Regions from separate parts of the Macaca mulatta genome. Here region 2 is linked to region 1. A link is a contact called in public Hi-C data. All regions are on one chromosome and are shown on one strand. Each heading gives the region's core, a stretch centred on a gene start, on an enhancer-like site or on the middle of the called end of the contact. The rest is flanking DNA. Distances are from core to core; before and after follow the strand shown. Region 1 holds the start of LOC144329613 (a long non-coding RNA gene). Region 2 has its middle 24 kb from the start of HNRNPH1.

Evidence for each region. A called contact is a pair of places that touch in the nucleus more often than the background predicts.
Region 2: a contact with region 1 is called in a Hi-C map of sperm, with 8 times the contacts expected there. The contact joins two enhancer-like sites. A contact is called at or near these places in 6 of 14 Hi-C or Micro-C datasets (CD4 T cells, fetal cortex germinal zone, fetal cortical plate and 3 more).

Annotation. Positions count from the first base shown.
Region 1 is chr6:188,491,985-188,499,352 of T2T-MMU8v2.0, forward strand. It overlaps LOC144329613 (a long non-coding RNA gene), which reads right to left and starts at 6,698. Exons shown (of 3, transcript XR_013395041.1): 1 at 5,597-6,698; 2 at 3,846-5,421. Within about 2 kb of position 2,492, at least 3 of the 40 cell types and tissues checked have an H3K27ac peak or open chromatin away from gene starts, as enhancers often do.
Region 2 is chr6:188,605,076-188,612,443 of T2T-MMU8v2.0, forward strand. No RefSeq gene overlaps it. Among named protein-coding and RNA genes, the nearest start is that of HNRNPH1, 24 kb to the left of the region's middle. Within about 2 kb of position 3,811, at least 2 of the 40 cell types and tissues checked have an H3K27ac peak or open chromatin away from gene starts, as enhancers often do.

The DNA of each region.
Region 1 (7,368 bases), core at 1,242-3,741:
TCACTCACTCATCTAAGTTACACTAAATTAAAATCAAAACTAAAACCAAAGTGTTGTTAAAGGCACACCTGTTCGTCAAGCAATTTAAGCCAAGTCAAAATCAGAACCAAAACAAAAGTGCCAATAAAGGCACGTCTGTTTATCAAGCAATTCAAGTCAAAATTAAAACCAAAGTATCAAGCAATTAATTCAAGTCAAGTCAAAAACAAAAACCAAAGTATCAAGCAATTAATTCAAGTCAAGTCAAAAACAAAAACCAAAGTGCCGGTACAGGCACGCCCACTCAAATGGAGTGGGCGAGTTCCAAAGACCAGTTTTAGCAAGTTTCAGATGTCCGGACTTAGAGTGCCAGTTCCTTCCCGGTGTTCAGCCACTGCCTTGAATCTCCACGGGGGCCTGCTGTGCACTGCTCTGAGGAGGCATTCCACCGGGGCAAATGCCTACCCGGGAGAGCTCTCTGGATCCGCATCGCTCAAGCTGGCCAGAGTCCCCCGCAGGGGTGCTCTACAGGGCAGGCATAAGCTGCCTAAGGGGCTGCCTCGACCATCCCTTAATCACCTCGCTTCCCAGTCAGGGAACCAAGAAATGTAGCACGACGAGCCGCAGACAAAACTCCTCAGACACCGGATTAAAGAAGGAAGAGGTTTTTTATTTGGCCAGGAGCGTCGGCAGACTCGCATCTTAAGAGCCGAGCTCCCCGAGAAAGAAATACTTGGTCTTTTTAAAGGCTTACAACTTTAAGGGATCCACGTGAAAGGGTCGTGGTAAATCAAGCAAGCGTGGGAAACGTGACTGGGGGCTACATGCATCAGCTAACAGAACAGAAAGTTTTACAATGCTTTTTTCATACAGTGTCTGGAATTTACAGATAACACAAGTAGTTTAGGCCAGGGGTTGATGTTATTATTTTGTTTAACTCCTAGGGCCGGGTGGTGGTGCCAAGGTTGTCTGGCTATTTATCTTTCTTTTGTTTCTTTCTCTCCTTCCTCCTGTCTTGTGAACTAGGCAAGGTGCGGGGGAGGAGAGCAGCAGGAGTAGTAGTGGTCTCCTTCCTTATTAGTAGAGACAGGGTTTCACCATGCTGGCCAGGCGAGTCTCAAACTCCTGACCTCAGGTGATCTGCCTGTCTTGGCCCCCGCAAAGTGTTGGGATTACAGGCATGAGCCACTGCGCCTGGACATTTTTTTGTATTTTTAGTAGAGACGGGGTTTCACCATGTTGGTCAGACTGGTCTCAAACTCCTGACCTCGTGATCTGCTCACCTCAGCCTCCCAAAGTGCTGGGATTACAGGTGTGAGCCATCACGCCCGGCCGAGCTGCTCCCACCTTTTATCTATTGTGAACAACACCGCTATCAACAGGGGTGGGTGAGTGTCTCTTTATTTCCTTGCTTTCAATTTTGGGGGGATATATACCCAGAAGTGGAATTGCTGGAGCGGTATAATTTCTCGAGGAACTGCCATACTGTTTCCTAGATGGGTGGCACTGTTTTACATTCCACCAGCAGTGCACAACGGTTTCCAGTTTCTCCACATCCTCACCGACATTTGTTATTTTCTGGGTTTTCTTTGATACTAGTCAATGTAGCAGGAGTGAAATGGTATCTTGTTGTCATTTCCATCTCCCTAATGATTAGTGATGCTGAGTATGGAGAAATGTCTATTCAAGTCCTTTGCTCATTTTTTTTTTTTTTAAGACAGTCTTGCTCTGTCACCCAGGATGGAGTGCAATGGCGTGATCTCGGCTCACTGCAACCTCCACCTCCTGGGTTCAAGTGATTCTCCTGCCTTAGCCTTCCAAGTAGCTGGGACTACAGGCACATGCCACCACACCCGGCCAATTTTTATATTTTTAGTAGAGACAGGGTTTCACCATGTTGGCCAGACTGGTCTCGAACGCCTGACCTTAGGTGATCTGCCTGCCTCAGCCTCCCAAAGTGCTGGGATTACAGGTGTGAGCCACCGTGCCTGGCCTTGCTCATTTCTTAATTTGATTGTTAGGTTTTTCTTGTTGACTTTTTTTTTTTTTTTTTTTTTTGAGACAGTCTCGCTCTGTCGCCCAGGCTGGAGTGCAGTGGCAGGATCTCAGCTCACTGCAAGCTCCGCCTCCCGGGTTTATGCCATTCTCCTGCCTCAGCCTCCGGAGTAGCTGGGACTACAGGCGCCCACCACCTCACCTGGCTAGTTTTTTGTATTTTTTAGTAGAGACGGGGTTTCACCATGTTAGCCAGGATGGTCTCGATCTCTTGACCTCGTGATCCTCCCGTCTCAGCCTCCCAAAGTGCTGGGGACTATTTTTTTTAATTGAAGTATAATATTCATACAGAGAAACCACCAATCCCCAGAGGGCAGCTTGGTAAATTATCGTAGAGTGAATACGTCTGAACGCCAGCCCTCAGATCAAGAAATAGAATATTACCAGAGCCACCCTCCCCCAGAGCACTAAGATAATTGCTATCCTGACTTCTCACCAGATGTTTCTTTTGCTTGTTTTAGAGCGTCACAGAAACAGAATCGTGCAGTACGCATTCATTTGTGTCTGGCTTCTTCTGCTCAGCATTATGTTGCTGAGATTCACCAACTGTGCATGGCAGCTGTTCATCCATTTTCAGTGCTGTAAGAATTTTACTCTATAAATATACTGAGAGGTACTTATCCATTCTCCTGTTGGAAGTTGGGGCTACTGTGAATTGTGCTGATACAAACACTCTAGTGCACATAATTTGGTGAACACATGTACAGTGCACAATTCTTTTGGGTCTATGCATAGGAGTGGAATGTGGGGATCACAGGTGCGGTCTCCTTTAGTAGGTATTACCCAAGGGTTTTCCAAAGTAGTTGTGCTATTTTACATTCCCAAAAGCAGCATATGAAGTTTCAGTTACTTCACATTCTTGCCCAAACTTGGTATCAACAGTGTTTTTAATTTTAGCCATTCTGGTAGGTGTAATATTGGTTTCTCACTGTGGTTTAAATTTGATAGCTTATGAGGTTGAGCATGTTTTATATGCTTTTTGGCCCTTTGGCTGTTCATTTGTTCTTTCCTCTCCCTTCCTCCCTCCTCCTTCCCTTTTTTGTCCCTCTTTATTTCTTTCACCCATTGTCCTATTGGTCTGCCAGCTTTTTTAATTTTTAAAAAAATTTTACTTTAAGTTCTGGGACACATGTACAGAACGTGCAGGTTTGTTGCACAGGTAAACATGTGCCATGGTGGTTTGCTGCACTTGTCAACCCGTCATCTAGGTATTAAGCCCTGCATGCATTTTTCTTATTAATGTACAGGAATTCTCTTTATACTCTACCTGTGATTCACCCTCCTCCATTCCCGCCTCTTTTTTTTAAGAGACAGAGTCTCACCCTGTCACCCCAGCTGGAGTGCAGTGGCACAATCATGGCTCACTGCAGCCTCAATCTCCCAGGCTCAAGTGATCCTCCTGCCTCAGCCTCCCAGGTATCTGGGACCACAGGCATGCACCACCACGCCCAGCTAATTTTTCATTTTTTGTAGAGAAAAGGTCTTGCTAAGTTGCTCAGGCTGTTCTCTAACTCCTGACCTCAAGTGATCCTCCCACCTTGGCCTCCCAAAGTGCTAGGATTACAGCATGAGCCACCACACCTGGCCCCATCTTTTTACTCTCTTAATGACGAAAAAACTCTTAATTTTACTATCACCCAATGTATCAATCATTTTCTTTTGGGATAGTGTTCTGTTTGTCTTATTGAGGAAATTTTTACCTGCCTCCTAAGAAACCTTAAAAATCTCCATATGCCTACAAAGTCCCACTGTTCTAATGCCGATTTTGTGCTAGAAAATAAACAAGGCACTGTCACAGAGGCTACACCTACCTTGAGGGAAAACTGTCTTCATCATCATTTGCCAAGCCAGATGATTGGGATGAGGACAATTTCCATGGCTCCCGGCATCTGAAACGCTTCCTGCATTAGAGAGAGTGAGCCTGATGCCACTGTGGGCCAGGCGGGTGCCCCATCCCAGCCTCACCTGCACCCCACAGGGACAGGGCATGAGGAATGGAGAAGGTGTGGTGTCCTTGGGCAGAGCTAGCTCAGAGATGTGGTTCTGCAAACAGAATGAGGGTACAGATGAGTCTGCCTGCATTGCCATGGGGCTCCAGGGGCTGCAGGAGGTGGGAGAGAAGCAGGTAGAGGAGGGATCCAGCAGGAAGACGAGCAGAGCATTCTCCCTGGGAAGGGAGAAGGAAGGACGCACCTTTCATTTAACAGCTCAGTGTTCCGGGGACCGGAGCTGAGGTCGCACCTGCTGGTTCCACAGCGCCTGTCTCTGGCATGAGTTGTTTAGATGTCAGAATTGGTGAAAAGTTTGAGATTGTCCCAGCTGGTCCAGGAAAGGTAATGGGGGAGCTACAAAGCTTGTAGAAGGGCAGTCAGGGCTGTCCTGTGCACAGCGGCTCCGGGGCACGTGAGCCACACTGTGGTTAGGGCCAGGCCTCCCAGGAGTGACCCAGACCAGCCTTTTCTTTCTCATTCTCTCACCCGCTGAATTCAAAAGCTTAAATATGCGATGAAAGGTCCACCCAATAAGAAGAAAGTATTTGCCTCCTGGGCTCAGAAATGGTATTAAGGAAATTGCAAATCTACTGACTGTGACAGAAAGCAAATCAGTGGCTGCTTGGGATGGGATGGGATGGGATGGGGTGGGATGGGGTGGGGTGGGGTGGGAGGGGCTGTAGGGAGGGATTCCAAAGAAGCACAAGGAAGCTTGGGGAGTAGTGCTGCTCCTGGTCTTCACTATGCTCATGGTTTTGCAGGTGCGTATGTGTGTCAAAATTGATCAAAAAAAAATTTTTTTTGAGACGGAGTTTCACTCCTGTTGCCCAGGCTGGAGTGCAGTGGCACAATCTCGGCAGGCACCCACCACCACACCTGGCTAATTTTTTGTAGTTTTAGTAGAGATGGGGTTTCACCATGTTGGTCAGGCTGGTCTCAAACTCCTGACCTCAGGTGATCCACCCACCTCGGCCTCCCAAAGTGCTGGAATTACAGGCGTGAGCCACCACGCCCAGCCTTGTTCTCTCGTATGTCAGTTACCCCTCCATGAGGCTGCTAAACATCCTCCCAGCACACACACACCTGCACACCCTCACGCAGTTTGCAAGGCAGTGGTTCAAGTTACACTTTAATCCCTCAGGCATGCTCATCTCGCTCTCCAAACCTGCCCTCTTGCAGGATCTACGGTTCTTCTAAGTGTCCTGGTCACAAGGCAGCTGGATCAACACTCAGAGGTACAGAGCAGGGCACAGTGTGGTCCCTGCATCTGTCTTGCCCCCACGATCTTGACACACAGAGACCTTCCCAGGAGCTGTGACTTGAACTTCACAATCTGCAGGGCCCACCCAGGAGCCGTGTCCTCCTCACAGGCAATGGGATCCCCTCCTCTCTCCACCTGTATGGGAAGATTGGAAACAAAACATAGAGAACGCGGGAGGAAAAACACTGAGGGGGTGGATGGGCCACACCTGAGGGTCCCCAGGACAGAGGGAAACACTGCGGGGGTGGATGGGCCACACCTGAGGGTCCCCAGGACAGAGGAAAACACTGAGGGGGTGGATGGGCCACACCTGAGGCTCCTCAGGACAGAGCGAGGGACGGCTGTTGTTGGGATGATAATTCCTAATTCCACATCTTTGGAGAACAAGAATTCCAGGTAGTTCTCTTCTCTCCAAACAGCGTGGTTATGAACTAGCTCTCACTCCAGGAGGCTTTAAGGCTCCATATAATATCTGTGGTAATAAAGAAAAACAGGCCAGCTGCCACGGCTCACACCTGTAGTCCCAGCACTTTGGGAGGCCAAGGTGGGAGGATCACTGGGGCCAGGAGTCTGAGACCAGCCTGGGCAACATAGCGAAAGCTCATCTCTAAAAATAATTTCAAAAAAAAAAATAGTGGTAACTGTCACAACTAACATATTGTTACAAACAAAAATTTACACGAAGGTGAAAAAACTCAACTTTTTTTTTTTTTTTAACCAGAATGATGCCTCAGTCTAGGGAGCGGTGTTTCCTCTCCGGAAGCAACTGAAGCCCTGAGCTGCTGTCCACAGGCAGACGGACTCTCCCGGAGCCCCCAGTGGGCCTCGGCTCCTCCACGTCAGCTCCTCTCTTGTCCCTCTGCTGGTCCGCGGGGGCCACTGCAGCTGGCCAGGTCTCCTGGAAGTCAGAGGGGGCCGTGGGTTCCACCCCAGGGCCCACCTCATCAGCACTGTGCTCTCACCATCTGAGCAGCAGCCCAGAGGAAAAGGAGAAAGAAAGGGGGATGCTGATCTCCCAAGCAAAACGGAAACGCCTCCACCTCCCACCCTCCAAAGCACCCAACAATGGGCCCTGGGCACCGGGAGCCTCACAGGGAGTGTTTGCATCACAGTAAAATCTACAACGTTCCCACGGCGTGTGAGTGGACGCTTCCTCAACGCAGGCATGTCCGGCTGCCCCAGGGAATCTCCGGTAACATCGAGATCTTTGAATAGCAGCAAGGGATCAAAGCCGATGGCATCTCTGAGGGCCTCAGTTTCCATCCATAATTTAATTTATTAGCACAAAAGCTAGTGTTAAAAATGTGTTAAAAATTGAGTCCAGGTGGGGCACGGTGGCTCATGCCTGTAATCCCAGCCCTTTGGGAGGCAGAGGTGGGCGGATCACTTGACATCAGGAGTTTGAGACCAGCCTGGCCAACATGGTGAAACCGTTTCTACTAAAAATACAAAAAATAGCCGGGTGTGGTGGCTCGTACCTGTAGTCCCAGCTACTCAGGAGGCTGAGACAGGAAAATTGCTTGAACTGGGAGGCAGAGATTGCAGTGAGCCAAGATGGCGCCACTGCACTCCAGCCTGGGCAACAGAGTGAGACTCTGTCTAAAATTAAAAAAAAAAAAAAAAAAAAAAATCCCATCTGAGAAAATAAAGTGAATATTTAAGTAAATTTCAAATCTTTTTTTGCCACATGATATTTAGGGGTTTCTACTACTGACTTGGATGTTAAAGGGCTATTTTTGTGATCCCAAAGCCATTGCCACTTACTTTGAACAAGCTGGATGTCTGGGGTACTTTAGAGCCAACAGTTTTCTCCATGCAGCCTGCTCCTTGCTGCTGGTTCCGAGTCCCTGAATGAAATCTGGGATCTTCATGGCTTACCTACTTACGTTCAGGAAAAAAAAAGAAAAAAGAAAAAAAATCCTCCAGTCATCTCCAACAACAAGAGGTCTGATTTCAGTCATTAAACTGTGCAGTGTGATATCATAGCCAAATGGCCACACTGCATTGGAGAGCCAAGCATCCTCTTCCAGAACAGCCTGCCTGGGTGCGGGCCACTACGCCTGGCTAATTTTTGTATTTGTA
Region 2 (7,368 bases), core at 2,561-5,060, 110 kb after region 1:
CCCACCTGCCCAATTCCTTCCCTTCCCTTTCTGCGTATCCATATAGACAGTTTCCTTCGCATTCACTTACAGACACAGACATATATGACAAATAGTTTTGTTTTTGGTGTTTCCCTCTTAACATTTTGTCCAGAAAAATGTACAGAAAAGTTGAAAGAATTACAGAATGAACACCCTTATAACCACCTAGGCTTTAGAGTAAACACTTTGCTATACCGCGTTATCAAGCCCCTCCTCACTTACCCGCGCTTCCTTTCCTCCATCCATCCTTTCACGCTTTCACTTTAGCATGCAGTGAGTTGCACCAATCTGGAGTCAACATTGCGTAAGGGTTTTTTTGTTTTGTTTTTGTTGTTGTTTTTTGAGATAGGGTCTTGCTCTGTCTCCCAGGATAGAGTGCACTGGCACGTATGATCTTGGCTCACTGCAACCCCTGCCTCCTGGGCTCAAGCGATCCTCCCGCCTCAGCCTTCTAAGTAGCTAGGACTACAGGTGCACACCACCACGCTTGGCTAATTGTTTTATTGTTTGTAACGGTGGGGTTTTGCCATGTGGCCCAGGCTGGTCTTGAACTCCGGAGCTCAAGCTATCTGCCCACCCAGGCCTCCCACAGTGCTGGGATTACAGGTGTGAGCCACTGGACCTGGCCTATTTCTTTACTTCAAAACCTCAGAAGATAACTTATCTCAAATAAAAAATTACTAAAATTAAGGATTTCTCATTGGCTGATTCTTTTTGTTTTTAATTTGTGGTAAGAACATTTAACATGGGATCTACCCTCTTCACAAATTAATTGTACAATGCAGTATTATGAACTCCAGGCACAACGTTGTGCAGCAGATCTCTAGAACATGTTCATCTTGCATAGCTGAAACTTTCAACCCACTGAACAGCAACTCCCTACCTCCTCCTCCCCTCAGCCCCTGGAAGCCACCATTGTACTGTCTGCTTCTGTGAGTTTGACTGTTTTATTTTAATTAATTAATTAATTAATTTTTTTAGACAGAGTCTCGCTTCGTCGCCCAGGCTGGAGGGCAATGGCTTGATCTCGGCTCACTGCAACCTCCGCCTCCCTGGTTCAAGCGATTCTCCTGCCTCAGCCTCCAAGTAGGTGGGATTACAGGCACCTGCCGCCATGCCCAGCTAGTTTTCACAATATTTTTAGTAGAGACGGGGATTCACTATGTTGGCCAGGCTGGTTTTGAACTTCTGACGTCAAGTGATCTGCCCACCTCGGCCTCCCAAAGTGCTGGGGTTACAGGCATGAGCCACCACACCCAGCTGGTTTCTTTTTTTCTTTTTTTTTTTTTTTTTTTTTGAGAGAGTCTCACTCTGTCCCCCAGATTGGAGTGCAGTGGCATGATCTCAGCTCACTGCAACCTCTGCCTCCCAGGTTCAAGTGATTCTCCTGCCTCATCTCTTGAATAGCTGAGATTATAGGCATGCGGCACCACGCCCAGCTAATTTTTGTATTTTTAGTAGCAAGAGACTGGGTTTCACTATATTGGCCAGGCTGATCTCGAACTTCTGACCTCCGCCTCTGCCTCCCAAAGTGCTGGGATTAGAGTCATGAGCCACTGTGCCCAGCCAGCGGTTTCTTTCTAGGTAGATGGTGATATCATCTTCAAATGATGGCAATTTATTCTCACCTTCCAATCCTTACATCTTTCCTTTTCTTTCCCTAGGGCATTGACTAGGACAATGTATTTCTGTGTTAAACCATAGGAGATTACAGAGTATTTTTGTGCTAATTAATCATGACCTTAAAAGATTAGTTAATTAAGGATCTTTGCAATTTTCTTTACCAAGTAAAATTTTGATGTAAGGTTTTGGTATATGAAATTTACTAGTTGTGAAAGTTTCTTCCAGTCTTAATTGGCTAAGAGGGAAAAAATCATAAGTAGGTTTTGAATCCTATCAAATTTCTTTCTGAACAGACTGAGATAATTATATGATTTTTTTCTTTTTAATGTGGTAGCTCACGTTAATAGATTTTTTTGATGTTGAAAAATTCTTCCCAGGACTTTGAGAGTCTGAAGCAGGAGGATCACTTGAGTTCGGGAGTTGGAGACCAGCCTGGGTAACATAGTGAGATCTCATTCCTATTAAAATAAAATAAAATATACGTGTGTATATACATATATACGGGCGGGTCACAAGATCAGGAGATCGAGACCATCCTGGCTAACACGGTGAAACCCCGTCTCTACTAAAAATACAAAAAATTAGCCGGGCGAGGTGGCGGCGCCTGTAGTCCCAGCTACTCGGGAGGCTGAGGCAGGAGAACGGCGGGAACCCGGGAGGCGGAGCTTGCAGTGAGCCGAGATCGCGCCACTGACTCCAGCCTGGGCCACAGAGCGAGACTCCGTCTCAAATAAATAAATAAATATGTGAAATGAATTTTAATATATTTAATTCAGTATGTCCAAAGTAGTGTCATTTCAACATGTTATCAACATAAACACGAATGAAATATTTCACCTTCTATTTTTGCACTACTTTTTTTTTTTTTTTTTTTTTTTTGAGACGGAGTCTCGCTCTGTCGCCCAGGCTGGGGTGCAGTGGCCGGATCTCAGCTCACTGCAAGCTCCGCCTCCCGGGTTTACACCATTCTCCTGCCTCAGCCTCCCGAGTAGCTCGGACTACAGGCGCCGCCACCTCGCCCGGCTAGTTTTTTGTATTTTTTAGTAGAGACGGGGTTTCACCGTGTTAGCCAGGATGGTCTCGATCTCCTGACCTCGTGATCCGCCCGTCTCGGCCTCCCAAAGTGCTGGGATGACAGGCTTGAGCCACCGCGCCCGGCCTGCACTACGTTTTTGAAATCTGATATTTTGTATTGATAGCACTTCCTAATTCAGACAGGAAATTTTCATAAGAAATACATGATTTGTATTTAGGTTTCATACAATTTACAATTCAAAAAGTAGATTCACATACGCGAATCGTTTCAAACATACCTCTGGGCCCAGCTCCTCGCCCGGCCTCGCCCGGTGAAGGCAGCCCGGACTGCAGCTGCGGAGCGCCCGCCCGTGGTCCCCGGAGAGGGCGCCTCGGACGCCAGCGCAGAGCCCCGGGGAGGGGCGGGAAGCCGGAGGAGGGCGAGGGGGGCGAGGCGGGGCGAGAGGGGCGAGGACGGCGATGGGGGCGAGGCGGGGCGAGCGGGGACTCGGGGCGAGGGGGGCGAGCGCCGGGCCGCCGCAGCCGGAGAGAGCCGCCCCTCCTGAAGGCCGCGGGCAGGTGGAATGAGACCAGCGCGGACAAAGGGCGGGACGCAGAAGACTCCTCAGGAGCGACTTGGGAGCCGAGACCACCCTGGGGAAGCTCCGCCTCGGATCCGCGTCCACAGACCCGGCGGCCTCAGACCGGGCGCCCGGGGAAGAGGCAGCGACTGTGAGCACCGCGGTGAGGAAACCAGGCTCCTACCATGCCCAGGCCTTAGGCCGCGACCCCAGGGCGTTCGGGAGCGGGTCTGCGTCCGGGACCAGCACACTCTGGACGGGAGCGCTGCCTTTCTGGGGTCCTCCAGCTGAAGGATGCGATTTGCAAGAAACCCGCTCTGTAGACCTCGACAGCGGTGGGGTCCCAGGCACTTGGCGGGGTGCGGGGACTTTGATGTGGCTCCCGCGCACCCACCCGGCACCGCGTGGATTGCAGGCGCGGGACGAGCTTGAGTGGACGCTGGGTTCGCTGAGCCCCCCAGAGGCTCCTCGCCGTGGGTCCCCTGTGCCGCCTTGGACCCCCCAGAGAAACCTTCCTCCTGTCAGGGGAGGCCAGGCCAGGCGCCAGGCCTGAGTGTGCCCTGGACGGGGATTTCTCTGTGAACAGCCCATCATCCCGTCATATCCATGTTATCTTAGCCTCGTGTTCTGAAGAAACACGAATGTCATGCACAAGCGTGGATTTTAGCGCGTTTTAAATTGTAATAGGACTACAAGGAAGTTGGAACTTGAAGCAGGCTCCAAGCAAACTTTTGCGTCACCCCCCACCATCCTCCAGGGTAAACTGAGGAGCATAGTTAATTGGTTTTCCACAGGTATTTGGCTGTTCTGGATGTAACCACGTAATTCCTGGAACCCAGTGAGAGTCAGCTTCCTTTATGGGCGTCTGGCAAGATGCGCTCAAACACCTTGAAGATCTTTATGGAAACAACTTTTGGTGCTTTATCAAGATGTCATTCAGGGCTCTGAACAGTCGAATACATTGAATTGGGCTGTTAGGTGGATGGGTTTGATGTAGTTATACAGTGTGCATTTGGTACTTGTCAATAGTGCAAGTAATGATATTGCGAAAATAAAGAAAACCTTCTTTGAAAAAGAAAAGCAGCCCGGCACGATGGCTCATGCCTGTAAACCCCGTCTCTACTACAAATACAAAAATTAGCCAGGCATAGTGGCCCGCGCCCAGGCAGGCTGTTCTGGAAGGGGATGCTTGGCTCTCCAATGCAGTGTGGCCATTTGGCTATGATATCACACTGCACAGTTTAATGACTGAAATCAGACCTCTTGTTGTTGGAGATGACTGGAGGATTTTTTTTTTCTTTTTTCGTTTTTTTTCCTGAACGTAAGTAGGTAAGCCATGAAGATCCCAGATTTCATTCAGGGACTCGGAACCAGCAGCAAGGAGCAGGCTGCAGGGAGAAAACTGTTGGCTCTGAAGTACCCCAGAAGTCCAGCTTGTTCAAAGTAAGCGGCAATGGCTTTGAGATCACAAAAACAGCCCTTTAACATCCAAGTCAGTTAGTAGAAACCCCTAAATACCATGTGGCAAAAAAGATTTGAAATTTATTTAAATATTCAGTTTATTTTCTCAGATGGGACTTTTTTTTTTTTTTTTTTTTTTTTAGACAGAGTCTCTGTTGCCCAGGCTGGAGTGCAGTGGCGCCATCTTGGCTCACTGCAACCTCTGCCTCCCAGTTCAAGCAATTTTCCTGTCTCAGCCTCCTGAGTAGCTGGGACTACAGGCACGAGCCACCACACCTGGCTATTGTTTGTATTTTTAGTAGAAACGGTTTCACCATGTTGGCCAGGCTGGTCTCAAACTCCTGATCTCAAGTGATCTGCCCGCCTCAGCCTCCCGAAGGGCTGGGATTATAGGCGTGAGCCACCGTGCCCCGCTGGAACTCAATTTTTAACACTAGCTTTTGTGCTAATAAATTAAATTGATTAATTCTTTAAGAAAACCCCAATTGTGTGTACTGTAACAGGTAAAACTAAGTTGGTTATAATGTGACAAAAATACAAGCAATAATAATAGCAAAATGATCCAATAGGAACCATGCAAAGAGTTTATATTATAACTCATGTCCCCTTTCCTGCAATGTTCTTAACTTCCATCCCCATTTTCCATATCAAGGAAATTAAGTTTGGAGACACTGAGTGAGTTACCTAAGTCACAGATCTGGTAGGTGGAGAGTTTCTCTCACTTCAGGGACCACAATCTACAGAATAAACTTGCGCATTCTGCAAAATATTTGTTACCATTGGAAGTAGGTAGGCAAAGTGTTACTAGCATCAAATTATGGCAGGACTAAAAAGGAAGGGTGGTGGGCTGGTCTTGCTTCTACAGTTTAAGGGGGATCCGTGCACCGAGATGTCTGGCTAAGTGGTCATTGTAACAAATGGCAGAGATCGTGAAAACATCAGGGAGCAGGTGGTGGCCGTTCCAGTTTCTGATCTCAGGAGGAGGGAAGAACTGCCGATGTCTTTACTGTGAATGAGGGAGAGAAACGCTAAAGCGCAGAAATGCTCAGAACCAAAGAGCTGGATCACTCATACTTCTAGAAAAGACATTAGCATCTTCTCATTGCTCATCTACTGTGCCTGGCACAGCCTTATTTTCTAGCTTTCTGAATGTGAGTTCCATCCATATCCTTTGCATAAGGGTGGTACCGGGCTGTGGAGAGCTTGGAATGTGTGTCCATGGGCAGATGGACTGTTCTGGTTATTATAAAACGGCCAAGGGAGGGCGCCATGGCACACCTCTGAGTAACCCAGGACACTCTCTCCTGTTCGGAAAATGCAAACCATCCATATGGCAGGGTCACAATTATAAAGCTTGATCCTGTCACGGGAATGGTTTCAAATCTGACCAAGCTCATGGCACACATGGGGAAGCAATTGTGAAACCCCTTCGTTCTCTGGCTCTGGACACGCTGTACTGCGACAGTGGTTTGCAGGTGACAGAAAACGTAGCTGTGTCTACTGGGAAAGACGGGGGAGATTTCTTCCCATGGAGTTCTTTATAAAGCAAGAATGCGTGAAACTGTCAGTAATATTGTAGTCTATAAAAGGAAATTGCTCTTAGAGGCTAATATTGCACAATGACTACTTTTTTTGCTTATTTGGAAAAGATCTTTATCGCTTGTGAGTATTAAGAAGTCAACATATAATTGCCACCCTAAACATTGTGTTCTGGAATGCCTGATTTATTGAAATCAGTGTGAAACCTTTTTTTTTTTTTTCCCAGATGAAGTCTCGCTCTGTCGCCCAGGCTGGAGTACGGTGCGGCCATCTTAGCTCACTGCAATCTCTGCCTCCCGGGTTCACGCCATTCTCCTGCCTCAGCCTCCTGAGTAGCTGGGACTACAGGTGCTTGCCACCATGCCCGACTAATTTTTTGTATTTTTAGTAGAGAAGGGGTTTCACCGTGTTAGCCAGGATGGTCTTGATCTCCTGACCTCGTGATCCTTCCGCCTCAGCCTCTCAAAGTGCTGGGATTATAGTCATGAGCCACTGCACCCGGCCAGTGTGAAACCTATTTTAAATAAAAATCTAGTTCAAAACCAAGGCCAGACATGGTGGCTCATGCCTGTAATCCCACACTCTGGGAGGCTGAGGTGGGAGGATCACTTGAGGCCGGGAGTTCAAGACCAGCCTTGGCAATACAATCTTCACCAAAAAAAAAAAAAAAAAAAAAAGGCAGCAATTAGCCAGGCCTGGCGGCACAGACCTGTCTGTCCCAGCTACTCTGGGGACTGAGGCGGGAGGATCGTTTGAGCCCGGGAGGTCAAGGCTACAATAAGCGGTGCCGCACCACTGCACTCCAGCCTTCGTGTGAGACTGTGTCTCCAAAAAAAAAGAAGTCTGGAAATATTGATAAAGGCATAAATTTACACCCTGGAAGTTGGACACATAAATCATCTGCAGCCATGTATGGTGGACACAGGTGCAGCAGATGCTGGGAACGTTGCTTTAGTGCACACCGTGCACTGCAGTTTTGCACAACCTATTGAACTAAGAATTCCTAGTGAGGGACAGCGCATTAAACATGTCATAACAGCTGGCCGGGCGCGGTGGCTCAAGCCTGTAATCCCAGCACTTTGGGAGGCCGAGACGGGTGGATCACGAGGTCAGGAGATCGAGACCATCC